2 separate regions of the Sus scrofa genome follow, and region 1 is linked to region 2. The links are chromatin contacts, called in public HiChIP or PLAC-seq maps. All regions are on one chromosome and are shown on one strand. The core of a region is the stretch at or near the end of the contact, and the rest is flanking DNA. Distances in the headings are between cores, read along the strand shown. Region 1 holds the start of LOC100522011 (apoptosis-associated speck-like protein containing a CARD). Region 2 holds the start of ITGAX (a long non-coding RNA gene).

What was found. HiChIP or PLAC-seq counts read pairs in DNA pulled down with a chosen protein or histone mark.
Region 1: an H3K27ac HiChIP or PLAC-seq map of alveolar macrophages shows a contact between it and region 2, with 5 times the contacts expected there. The contact joins the promoter of LOC100522011 here to the promoter of ITGAX in region 2. A contact is called at or near these places in 7 of 47 Hi-C or Micro-C datasets (alveolar macrophages, blood, fibroblasts and 2 more) and 2 of 2 datasets of contacts at active chromatin or transcription factors (alveolar macrophages and skeletal muscle).

What each region holds. Positions count from the first base shown.
Region 1 is chr3:17,304,506-17,310,603 of Sscrofa11.1, reverse strand. LOC100522011 (apoptosis-associated speck-like protein containing a CARD) reads right to left here and starts at 4,683. Exons shown (of 3, transcript XM_003124468.5): 1 at 4,081-4,683; 2 at 3,791-3,850; 3 at 3,083-3,444. The coding sequence starts at 4,354. The coding sequence ends at 3,188.
Region 2 is chr3:17,199,427-17,205,862 of Sscrofa11.1, reverse strand. It overlaps ITGAX (a long non-coding RNA gene), which reads left to right and starts at 4,475. Exons shown (of 31, transcript XR_002342355.1): 1 at 4,475-4,493; 2 at 5,420-5,508; 3 at 6,101-6,203. LOC110259903 (a long non-coding RNA gene) reads right to left here and starts at 3,262. Exons shown (of 3, transcript XR_002342359.1): 1 at 2,675-3,262; 2 at 2,345-2,458.

The DNA of each region.
Region 1 (6,098 bases), core at 3,434-5,933, 100 kb before region 2:
GTTTTTTTGTCTTTTTTAGAGCTGCACCTGCAGCATATGGAGGTTCCCAGGCTAGGGGTCTAATTGGAACTGTTGCTGCTGGCCTATGCCACAGACACGCCAGATCTGAGCTGCGTCTGCGATCTACACCACAGCTTACAGCAAGGCTGGATGCTAGTCCCACTGAGCTAGGCTGGGGGTCGAACCCCCAACCTCATGGTTCCTAGTTGGATTCCTTTCTGCTGCACCATGCTGGGAACTCCTAGAGGTCCTTGTTGACTGTACTTGCTGTGGGCCAGTCGCTGTTAGATGATGAGCTATGTTCAGTTAGCCCTGCAAACTGGCCTTAAGTCTCCTAACTGGTGAGTGAGATGGAGCAGGGACTTGAATCTGTCCTCTGGCTCTAGAAGTTTATGTTCTGACCGACTTGCTGTGGCCAGTAGAACTCGGAGCTTCCTTCTCCCCCTGGTAAAAAGGAAAAAGCCTCCAAGAAGTCTTTGAACTTAGGGAAGCTGTTTCTTAGAACTGTTTCTTTTGCTTCAGGCTGCCCTGGTTTTTGTAGTTCTGTTGGAAGGATCTGCTGTGCAGGGGAGTGTTAGCTATGGCTCCATGTCTTGATGGAGTATTAGGTTCCTCTGACGTTTTAAAAATCCTGTTAGACACTAGAGAGACACAGTAACTGCTGTTTGTTACTATCTTGTACATGCAAGTTATTGTACAGAAGTTGAAAAAATGTCTTTTTATGGGGCTCACTCACATGGAGAGTCCTATGTGAAAACAGACATGACAGTATGGCTTATTCTCCCACAGGGGACACTGACAATGCCACTGGAGCCCAAAGGAAGGCTGCTTGGTGGGCACGCTATGACAGGTGGATTTTTTTTTTTTTTTTTTTTTTTGCCTTTTTAGGGCTGCACCAACGGCATATGGAGGTTCCCAGGCTAGGGGTCAAGTCAGATCTACAGCTGCCGGCTTACACCATAGCCACAGCAATGCAGGATCCAAGCTCCATCTGCCACCTACACCACAGCTCATGACAACGCCAGATCCTTAACCCACTGAGCAAGGCCAGGGATTGAACCTGCAACCTCGTGGTTCCTAGTCAGATTCGTTTCCGCTGCGTTACAAAGGGAACTCCAACAGCTGGATTTTAAGGAGTCCAGAGTTTAGGGCCAGCCTGTGGGAGGGCATGGCATGTGAGTGAGCATTGTCGGGATCCAGGGTTTGCAGAGAGGAAGGTAGCGGTTGGATGGGCTCCTTCAGGGTCAGGCTAGAACGGGAACATGTGTTCTCATGTTAGAAGAAGTGAGTCCGTTTCTTTTTTTTTTTTTTTTTTTAATTTTTTGGCTCTGCCCACGGTATGCGGAAGTTCCAGGGCCAGGGATCAAACCCACAGCACAGCAGTGACAACGCCAGATTCTTAACCTGCTGAGCCACCAGGAAATTCCTTCCATAATCAGTTTTGATCACTCAGGCCCTCGGTGGTTGAGTAGAAGCAGGGAGAATCAGGAGGCCTGTTGGAGGTAAAACATGGAGGCCGAAGGCAGTTGGGGGCAGTGAAGAGAAGGCCTTGGGGTGTGTGTTTGAAGAGCTAGCAGCAGTGAGACTAAGTCTGCCCTTAATGGAACATTCTAGGTGTCGTGTTTTCTGGTTAGGCAGTTCCTCTTGCCAGAAGGGTGAAAACTTCAGTTGGAGAAATGCTAAGGTCCTTGCAGAACATAAGTGAATAAATGTCTCGGGTTGAATAAAGCTTGGATAAGAAGACTTAAGGATACTTGGTAGAAAAGGATTGAGGGTGGCCTGGGGAGCATCAGCGTTTATTTTGTGGAGTGGCTGCTAAAGATGACAAACCCACAGGAGTTGCCGCTGCGGCACACTGGGTTAAGGAGCTGGTGTTGCTGCAGCTGCTGTTTCCTGGCCTGGGAACTTCCATGGCCCATGGGTGCAGCCAAAAAGAAAAAAAAGAGGAAGACGAACCCACAGGATCCTGAGAGTTGGGGCTGATTTCCTGCTTTAGGCGAAACTCCTCTTTCCTCTGGGAGTCCTAAAATAGCATTAGAAGTGATCCTGTAGTGACTGTGGCTTTGACAGTGGCCATTAGCTCCTCTGTAGCTTAACTCCTACAGCAGACCACTTTTTCTGCTGTTACCCTGGTGATCCGGGAATCAGCATAGGGAATCAGACAGTGCACAGACAGTGGGTGTGGGTGGGGGGATAAACTGCATTTGCTAGTTCTCATGTTGTCTAGGGAGAGTTCCACGTGAAGGCTTCACACAGCTTTGTTCGTTCTGGGCTAGTGTGTCATTGTGAACGGCACACCCTGTACCCTCACACCTGGGTCTCCGTGTTGAAGCTGACTCCTAAGGATGGGATAGCTGGCCTTTTGGGGGGCCTGCCTGTTGCTTTTGCATCCAGCCCCTCCAAGCCAGAAAGATTTTGGGTGCAAGGTATGCTCCAGATGTAGTCCTAGAGTCCTGGTTCCTTAATAACCTCTGGGAAGGCATCCTAAACGTTGCTTTCTGGAAAGAAATACTATTTTCTTTTGTTGGCACACATCCCATCAAGTTGCTTTTGTGGTTGGCATGTTTTTGGGGCCAAGTGTAACCCATCACCCCTTTGAGGGAGTGGGAGGCCACTGGGAAGCCTGCTCGTGTCAGTGCCAGAAGGAACCCTAGGGCATACCTGGGGCTTTGTGCTCTTGTTACTCTCGTCTCCCTCCCCTCCCCAAAGTTGCTCTAGTTTTACAATCCCCCCCCCCATGAAGAAAGAAGTGTCTGCTTCCAAATCATCTGGTAAATCTGCCTCCCCACCTCCATGGTTCCAGGCCCTTTGTGCATACTTCTGTTTTGGCTTTTGGGCCTTGGCTGCAAGGCTGACTTGTGTTCACTGTGGGTCTTGAGGGCAGAGCCTCTGGGGTGGCAGTGGAGGGGCCACCAAGTGAGGAATGAGGGAGGATTCCTCGGTGACTGGGAGAGGAAGGGTGTGGGGAGCCTGCAGGCTCGGGAACAGGCAGAGAGTAGAGCTTCCCCCGAGGCTCTGCGGCATGAGGATGTGTAGCTTAGCTCTGCATGTGCTTCCAGGCTGGAAGTAGGAAAACACCAACTCCAAGCTGGTTTTTCATATATTATGTATACAAGATCAGAGACTCCAGGTAAGTTGGCCAGAACTACCAGGGGTTGTAGGTGGGGCCGCTGCTGGGGAAGCCGAGTCAGCTCTGCTCCAGGTCGGCCACCAGGTAGGGCTGGGTGTCCTTCAGGGCCTGAAGGAGCAGGTCCTTGCAGGTCAGGTTCCAGGCCGGAGTGAAGCTGAAGAGCCTCCTCATTTTGGTGGGGTTGGTGTGCTCCGCCCGCACTGCCTGGTACTGCTCTTCCGTCAGCACCTTCCCGTACAGGGCATCCAGCAGCCCGTCCACGTCTGTGACCCTTGAGATGAGGGCTGCCCGATGCTGGTCCACGAAGTGCAGTGCTGGGGAGGTGGGGAGGGAGGAGGGGGGATGAGCTGGCATCCAGGGTGGGGGCTGGGGTCTGTCCCTCCTGAACACCTTGCTTTATCCAGAGAGGACCCTGAATCCAATCCTAAGGGCTGGGCTCAAGGTGGGCAGCCCACGGGGACTCCTCCCAGACGGGGATGAGGATGACTCAGTCTCCCTTTCTCTTCCCCACCAGGCTTGGCCCCAGGAGACCTGGGAGAAGGGTTCGCTTAGCTTTGGACTTTCCTGGTGCTCTTGGCCTTGGGACAGCAGATAGACTGTGCTGGGGTGGGGCGGGGTGGGGCGGGGCCAGGCAGGTGAGGTTGGGTGTGAAGACTTCACCTGGTTTGTTGTCTGCTTTCAGGGGAAGGGCTTTGATTCCAGCTGGCTTGGCTCCAGGGCCTGTAAGAAAATCAGTTAAGCTTGTTTCCAAGCCTTTTGGGGCCGGGGCACCTGCCAAGGTCAGTACTGAGTGTGGGCAACAGAGAAACTTTGATTGAAAGATAAGAGGAACAGGAAGCGAAAGTGCCCTAGAGGCAAACTGCTTGGGAGGAGGGTGCAGACCAGGGGATACTGGAAGAGAGGGGTGGGGTCTGGACCTCTGCAGCAGAGTGTGGAGGGGGCTTGCTCACCCTTGTGCAGGGTCTTCTGCAGCTGCTCCGCCACCTCCTTCATGCCGATGTCACGCAGCACAAGCGCTGTGAGCTCAGCGCTGTACTCCTCCAGGTAGTAGTTGACGAGCTTGTCAGTGAGGTCGATGGCATCCAGGGGCAGCAGCGTCCCCCGTGGGATGCGCCCATATCCTTCACGCAGTGGCACTGAGAGCAGCTTCATCTTAAACTTCTTGAGCTCGTCGGCTGTCAGGTTCTCCAGTGCATCCAGGATGGCGTCACGCGTGCACCCCATGGCTCAGCCGTTCACAGCGGCTGCCGCTCACCCAGGGCATCTGGTGTCTGCCAGGAAGTCTGCTCCGGGGCGGGACCTGGAACTCCCCGCCTTTTCTCACCCCTGCCTCTGCCCCCACCCATCGCTTTAGTGTAAGGCTCCTAATCACCCTGCCGCTTCCCATCCACTCTTGGCCATTTGGGGGCGCCCCGCTCATGTCCTTTGGCTGAAGGTGGGGCCCAGGAGACCTGGGTGGAAAAGGGCCGAGTGGTGCCTGCCTCTTCAGGCTTGCATTTGCCAGCACAGGTCAGGAACCCGGTTTATTGGCACACGAAGGCTTAGAATCTTGCAGCTCTAACTCAGGTCTCTTGAGTTCTGAACCTTGGCATTGTCTCACGTGTCATAGGATCTTAGAATCAGAACCGTGCATCCCAAGTTCCACATAACTGGGAGAAGTAAAGTGTAAAAAAGAGGTAGAGATGAGTGTGTGATTTATCTCCCTGAGCCTCAGGTTCCTTATCAAGTGGGGATAATATTCATCCACTTAGTAAATGGTCCCCCGTGACACGGGCTACCTGATGGCACCTGAAACCTTGCCAGACGCTTCCAGGGAGGGCCAGGATTTGGTCCCCCAGGAGCTGAATTTCTTGGGAAGTGCGAAGTGACTCTTGTAATGGCTGAGAAAATCCTCAACTGGAGGGGGAGTCGTGGATAGCTCCTCTGGGGCCAGTGGCTTGACCCCACATATGAGAAGTGATGTGGGTTGGTGCTAGAGGCCAGACTGCCTAGAATCCTGGCTCTGAGCACAGCTGGGAAGCCTGGCTGGTCCACCTGTGGACCTCCCCAGCCTTGTCTTGCACCACATCCTGGCTCCTCCCCCCAGTCTCTTGAGTTCCAACCTCACTGTCCTCTCAGTTCCCCAAATAGGCCAGGCTCCTTTGCTTCAAAGCTTTGCTCATGCTGCTCCCTCAACCTGCCGCTCTCTTCCCTCTGCCCGACAGACTGGAGACTTTAGGTCTTAAGTTAAATGTTACTTCCTCTGGGAGGCCAGGTTGAGAATCCCTTCAGTTCAAAACACCTGCTACTGATTTGTAGCCCTTGTAGTACTTAGGACAAATGGTAAATGTGTTCCTTTAGCATCAGTCTTCTCTGACAGTCTGGATATGCCTGTCCAGATCATGGTTCTAGCTGCAGGATCCAGAGTGGTACTTGGCCTGTAGTAGGTGCTCAGTTCTTGTGGGGTCAGTAATGGATGAAGGGTCTTGCGGCTCAAGAGAGATGCCAGTGTGTGCCTTACATATAAGCTCTTCAAAAAGTGGCAGTTTCTGGGAGTTCCCGTTGTGGCTCAGCAGGAATGAATCTGACTAACATCCATGAGAACACAGGTTTGGTCCCTGGCCTCAATGGATTAAGGATCTGGCATTGCCATAAGCTGTGGTGTAGGTGGCAGACGGAGCTCTGATCTTGTGTGGCTGGAGCTGCGGGGCTGTGGTGTAGGTGGCAGCTACAGCTCCGATTGGACCCCCTAGCCTGGGAACCTCCATATGCCATGGGCGTGGCCCTTAAAAAAAAGCATCTTCCAGAAGCTGAAAGACCATGGGCTTGAAGTTATGTGTACAGTCTAGTTTGGATCCTGGTTTTCCTTCCTAAGTGGGTATTGGGCAGCCTTCATTTTCTCTCTCACCTGGGTTATAACAATCACCATTCCTTCTAGTGATGTGATCCTGACATATTAGACATTTATTTATTTATTGGCATCTGCCTC
Region 2 (6,436 bases), core at 3,226-5,725:
GTTCATGGATGCAGACCATTGCCTTGGGAATGGATAAGCAATGAGATCCTGCCGTGTGGCACTGGGAACTACGTCTAGTCATTTATGATGGAGCCTGATAATGTGAGAAAATAGAATGTGTACATGTATGTGTGACTGGGTCACCATGCTGTACAGTAGAAAAAAAATTGTATTGGGAAATAATTTTAAAAATTAAATTAAAAATCATAGAAAAAAAGATCAGATTTGCGGTTACCAGAGGCAGGGGGTGCGAGTTGGGGGATTAGATGAAGGTGGGCAAAAGGTGCAAACTTCCAGGTATAAGATGTATAAGCACTAGGACTGTCATGCCCAACACGATAAATGAACACTGCTCTATGTCATACCTGAAAGTTAAGAGAGTAACTCCCAAAGTTCTGATCACAAGGAAAAACTAATTGTTTTCCTATTTCTTTTTTTTGTAGACAGTACCCGCATATGTGGAAATTTCTAGGCCAGGGATCAAACCTGTGCCTCCGCAGTGACCCCATCCATCCAGGTCCTTAACCCACCGTGCCACGGTGGGAACTCCTCCTATTTAACGTTGTACCTACTTGAGCTGATGGATATTCACTCACCCTCTTACGTTAATCATCATTTCATGATGTAAGTCAGTCAAATCACCTTTTTTTTTTTTTTTTTGTCTTTTTGCCTTTTTTTGAGCTGCTCCCACGGCATATGGATGTTCCCAGGCTAGAGGTTTAATCGGAGGGTAGCCGCCGGCCTATGCCAGAGCCACAGCGACGTGGGATCCGAGCCGCGTCTGCGACCTACACCACAGCTCATGGCAATGCTGGATCCTTAACCCACTGAGCAAGGGCAGGGACCAAACCCGCAACCTCATGGTTCCTAGTCAGATTCATTAACCACCGCGCCACCATGGGAACTCCTCTTTTTTTTTTTTTTTTTTTTTTCTTTTAAGGGCTGCACCTGCAACATATGGAGGTTCCCAGACTAGGGGTCCAATTGGAGCTACAGCTGCCAGCCTACACCACAGCCACAGCCACACCAGATCCGAGCCATGTCTGTGACCTATATCATAGGTCACGGCAATGCCAGATCCTTAACTCACTGAGTGAGGCCAGGGATTGAACCCGAAACCTCATGGTTACTAGTCGGATTTGTTTCCACTGTGGGTTGACAACAGGAACTCCAAGTCAAATCATCTTAAACTGACACAGTGCCGTGTGTCAATTATGCCTCAATAAAACTGGGAAAAATAAAGTGCACAGCGTATAAATATTAGGATCATCACAGCTCCTTTGTTCTGCCATCCAGATATTATTACCTTATGCCTGCTTCTCCCTTTCATGTCTCAAACTTCCCAAGCATTGGCTAAAATCCTCTAGTGATCCCAAATCATCTGTTACACAAGGGATCTAGGGGAATAGAAAGCTTCCGCTGCTTTTGGAGAGAAGCACCTTCCTTCGTCCCTATGCCCGTGTGTTTCTGTGCCGTGGAATTACAGTAAATTCTGTTTTGAGAAAATTCTTGAGGGCGAGGTAGGACATTGTCCTCTGAAGACAGAGAAGTGAGACAGATGGCTTGCAGCAAGAAGCTTTCTAAGAGGACCTCCAGGCAGGCCCTGTGGGTGAGCCTGGGGTCGAAAGGCATCGAGATGTCTGGGGGTTTCTGCCCAGTAGATTCCTATTGTCTTCTTCCCAAGGAAAAGAAACATCTCGGGAGACACACCACAAATTACTCATTTCCACTGAGCTCAGGCAAGTCAGATCTGGATTAATGCAGCTTTTGTCCTGGTTTCTCTACCAGCCCACCCCCTGCCCACCCGCCCCCAGGATGAGGCAGATCAGATGTAGCCCCTCCTGCTCCACCATCCTTCTGGAATCTTCTTCATTTAGCACCTTGGGGCTCAGGGACAGAGCAGAAACTTACTGAGGCAGGAATGCCAGCAGTGGGAAAAGCTGACTGTTTCTCCAAACCACTGCAGACCCTCCTCTGCCCTTGACCTCTTGCCACAGGCTTGGCCAGGACTCTGAACAGCCGGGGAGGGGTGGGGGTGGGGGGTGCAGGTGGACAAAGCTGCATGTGACTGACTCGTAACCGTGCTGGGTTGAGGAGATGAGTAACTTGGGTGTCCGGCCCTTCCTTGCTTACAGCCTTATAACATCCCCCTGGGTTGCCATCCTTCTTCTGGAAATGTCAAAGTCATGATTCATGGCAGTGGGGCGATGAGTCCCAGACACCCTAAGGTCTCAGCTGGAGCCTCAGTGCCTTCATCTGTAAAATGGGTGGGTTGACCTAAGGACACATCCTGCTCTGCACTTTTATGATCCAAGTTATCCTTGCTCAAGGCAAGGGGTCTTACCTTGGCTTTGCTCCGAAGCATCCTGGAAGTCTGTTGAGTGGCTTCAGAGAAGAGATGGAGTCTTCCCCTTCCAGTATCCTGACCTCGTCCAGCCATCAGGCGCGGAACCCACGTCTAAGGGGGAGAGCGGTAGAAGGGCCAGGTCTAAGGGCCTCGGAGGCTGGCAGCCTCTTGCCTAAGAGTCCCTGACACCAGCCCTGAGCCTCCCAGACTTCTTCTAGCTTGAGTCATTTCTGCTTGTTTTTTATCCTGCTCAGGATCTGGGCTACTTCTCCTTTCTCCTCACGGCCTTTTTCTGTCACCATTTCCTTCTTAGCTTTGAACCCTTACCCTCGCTCTCGCAAATATTCTTCCTCACCAGCAATTCCAGGGCTCTCCTCCAGCCACGCCGTATCCGAGGTCTCCTCTGGGCCGCTCGGCACCAGGTGGCATTGCTGCCCCGGCCCCTCCCCTGCCCCCTGGCTTGGCACACTCCAGGGTCACCAACAGCTTCTGTAGGCAGATCGGGAGACTTCCTCATTTCGTCCCTCGCTCTGTGTGACTTGACAGCAGCCTGTGATCTGGATCACGCTCCTCTCCAGGCTGCCTTTTCGCCAACACGGGCGCTTCCCTGGGACCCAGCCCAGGTCCATTTTTCTCCTTTCTCCTCATGCTCCCATCGGATCTCAACCAATGGTTTCCAGACTCATCACCGACCCAGACCTTGCTCCTGAGCTCCAGCCCCCCGCACCCTCCAGGATGTCCCTCCCCTTGGGAAGCCCTCTTACCTAACGCAGTAATCATTGCAGCTTAGGAATGATTGCAGCCAATAATAACGGCTCTTCTGTACTTGTTCAAGCATTTTCACACTTACTAACCCAACCTTTCCAGCAACAGGAATTCCCGTCATGGCTCAGTGGTTAATGAACTTGACTAGTATCCATGAGGACGTGGGTTCGATCCCTGGCTTTGCTCAGTGGGTTAATGATCCGGCATTGCCGTGAGCTGTGGTGTAGATCGCAGACGCAGCTCGGATCGTGCATTGCTGGAGCTGTGGTGTAGGCCGGCAGCTGCAGCTCTGATTCGACCCCTAGCCTGGGAACCTCCCTGTGCTGCAGGTGTAGCCCTAGAAAGACAAAAGACAAAAATTTCCCAGCAACGATAGGAGCTGTGCATTTTCATCACCCCCATTCTTCATAAGAGGAAACTGAGGCAGAGAGAGGTCAGAGGAGCCCAAACTCTTTTAAAAACAAATCATTCTATTGGGGAGTTCCCGCTGTGGCACAACAGGATCCATGGTGTCTCTGCAGCGGCAAGGACTCAGTTTCCATCCCCGGCCCTCCACCCCCGGCCAGGCGGAGTGGGTTAAGGATCTGACATTGCCGAAGCTGTGGTGCAGGTCACAACTCTGGCTTGGATTCGATCCCTGGCCTGGGAACTCCATAGGCTGCGGTGGGGGGGGGGGCAAACAGAAGAAACGCATTTATTTTACTGGAGTGCATTCGATTTAGAATGTGACACCAAATGCTTATACTCTTAAACACCTCAACCCTGAAGTTGGCCCAGCCTGCCACGCCTTCCCCTCCCGTACCCTCTAGCTCAAGGACAATCACCACTGTCCATGCCCCAGTGACCAGTCAGCCTTCAGTTTGTCCCCAAGGCCACCCACAGGCCCCCCTCACCTCCCTCCTGACTCATCTGTCTCCAGCTAGCTCCCAAGGAACTCAGGCCCCATAGGGTCCCTCTTTCTAGCAACCTTCCCAGCAGCAATAGGAGGTGTGTGTTTGTATCACCCCCACTTTGCAGAAGAGGAAACTCAGGCATAGAGAAATTGAAAGAACTCAATTTTTTTTTTTTTTTTTTTTTTTTGGCTTTTTAGGGCCACACCCTTGGCATAGGGAGGTTTCCAGGCTAGGGGTCGAATTGGAGCTGTAGCTGCCAGCCTACAGCACAGCCACAGCCACGCAAGATCCGAGCCACGTCTGCGACCTACACCACAGCTCATGGCAACGCCGGATCCTCAACCCACTGAGCAAGGCCAGCGATCGAACCCTCCTCCTCATGGGTCCTAGTCGGGTTTGTTACCGCTGTGCTACAGTGGGAATTCCAGCCTAAACTCTTTTTCATTGGGGCGTTCCTGCTGTGGCACAAGGAATGAGCTTTCTGACAAGTATGTTTGCTGATCTCAGTTGCTCTTCTGCATTTGCTCCTCTGCTTCCCTCTGTGCTCAAGAGAAGATGACTAGATCTTCAGGGGGCTTTCCAGGCCCCGAGGCCCGCTGCTGGTTGCTCTCCTCCCAAACTGACCTCATCTTTCACCACTTCCCGCTTCCGGCTCTCTGTTCCTATGGCTGGTTTCCTAAGACGCCCTGCCCTCCTGTCTCAAGCCTCTTCCCGGTTCGGCTACCCCTTCCGAAACAGGCTCCCCTAGAGCGGGTTGCCTTCAAGACGCAGATCAAGGGCCACTGCTTGCCAAGACGGCTTCGTGGAAATCCACACCCTTCCAACCTGGGTCAGGTACCCTCTCCTCTCACAGCAATGGCTTACTGGTTACCTATTTGCCTTCCCCGCTGACCCTAGGGCTGGGGCCCTGTGGTTTGTCTTTTCTCCCTCTGCCAACAGAAGGCTTGCATAATCAGCCCCAAATGAGGCTTATTGCTTAAATGATGAACACACAAGCAAAACACCATGGGTCCAGGGTCCGAGGTGGGGGAGGGGTCTCCATTAGGGTTCTGACACCCCCACCCCCCCGCCCGGCCCCCAGCATCTGCCCCTTCCCCTCCCCAGGTTAACCGAAGTTTCGAGGTCAAGGGGAAGCTTTCACCGGTAGGATGAGGGAGCCTGGGAGAGGGGGCGCAGGGTAGGAGATTTGCATCTGCCCGAGTTTATGGTGAGACAAGAGAAACCGCCTTAGAGCAAGAGAGCTGGTTAGAGAGACTCCTGGGTGCAGCATGTGTGGGCTGCCGGGCCCCCTTCTCCGCTTGGCTTGCTTGTATTCTCCGCCCTCTACCTCTGAGTCATGCAGGCAACTTCCCTCCCTGCCTCAAGCCTCCTGACCCCCTCTCTACTCACTTGCTTCCTTGGTACCTTGGTCCAGCTCTTCTCCTGGTGGCTCAGGCACCCTGATGCCCACATCTGACCTTCCAATCATGATGGGAACCAGGATCGGCCTCCTCCTGGTGCTGGGTAAGCCGGGGATCTCCATGAAGGGGGAGGAGGGGATGGGGGTGCAGAGAGAGAGAGGGCTGAGGACACGCGTTTTGCACTCAGCAATTAAGGGAGGGATCTTGAGTTATCTCGGGTTGGGATCTGAAGTTCAAGGAGGTTGAGAAGATACTGAGGAATCTATTTGGGGGGTGTTCAAAGATGCTGGAAGAGAGGCTAGGTGCCGGCACAATCCAGAGGTTTCTCAAGCAGGCAGAATAAGTCAACCCATCCACAGCATCCCTTTGGCCCCAAGTTTTCCTGGAGTCCTTCTCATAGGAGCCCAGGTGTAGGGGTGGGGAAGGAGTGTCTTTGGAGCTTGGCTGTTGCTCTGTGGAAATGGAGAACTGAAACCTGCTGAAAGGCTGGTTGGTGAAGAGCTATCTCTGGATTAAGGGAGGGAGAGAAGCAGGGCTGGCAAGCTTGAGCCTGAGGGTCTGGAAGACCAGGAGATGGTGGGGTGTTGTGCCTGGAGGGGAGAGCTGGTGGGAGATGGGGGTGGCTGGGGACTGGGGGGGAATGGAGCAGGAGGAAGACTCTTCTCCGAAGCTTGTCCTCTCGCCCTCCTCTCCAGCGCTAGCTTCCTCTCTCTGCTTCAACTTGGACACAGACCAGCCGACAATTTTCCGTGTGGACAGTGCTGGGTTTGGACACAGCGTGGTCCAGTATGCCAACTGGTGAGGACTGAGTGGTGTCTGGCCTTTGGCTCTCAGCTCCTCCCCTGCCCAGGGTCTGTCTCTCAGCTCATCCCTCTCCTTATGTACAAACTCTCCTCGGTCTGCCGGTGGCAGTTCCCCCAGGGCTCTGATGAGCTGGACCAAAGAAAGGCCATTGCACCATCTTGACAACCACAGCTGACTTTGTGTATTTCTGGGGCACTGTACTCATACTACCGTTCCTTTCCATCATG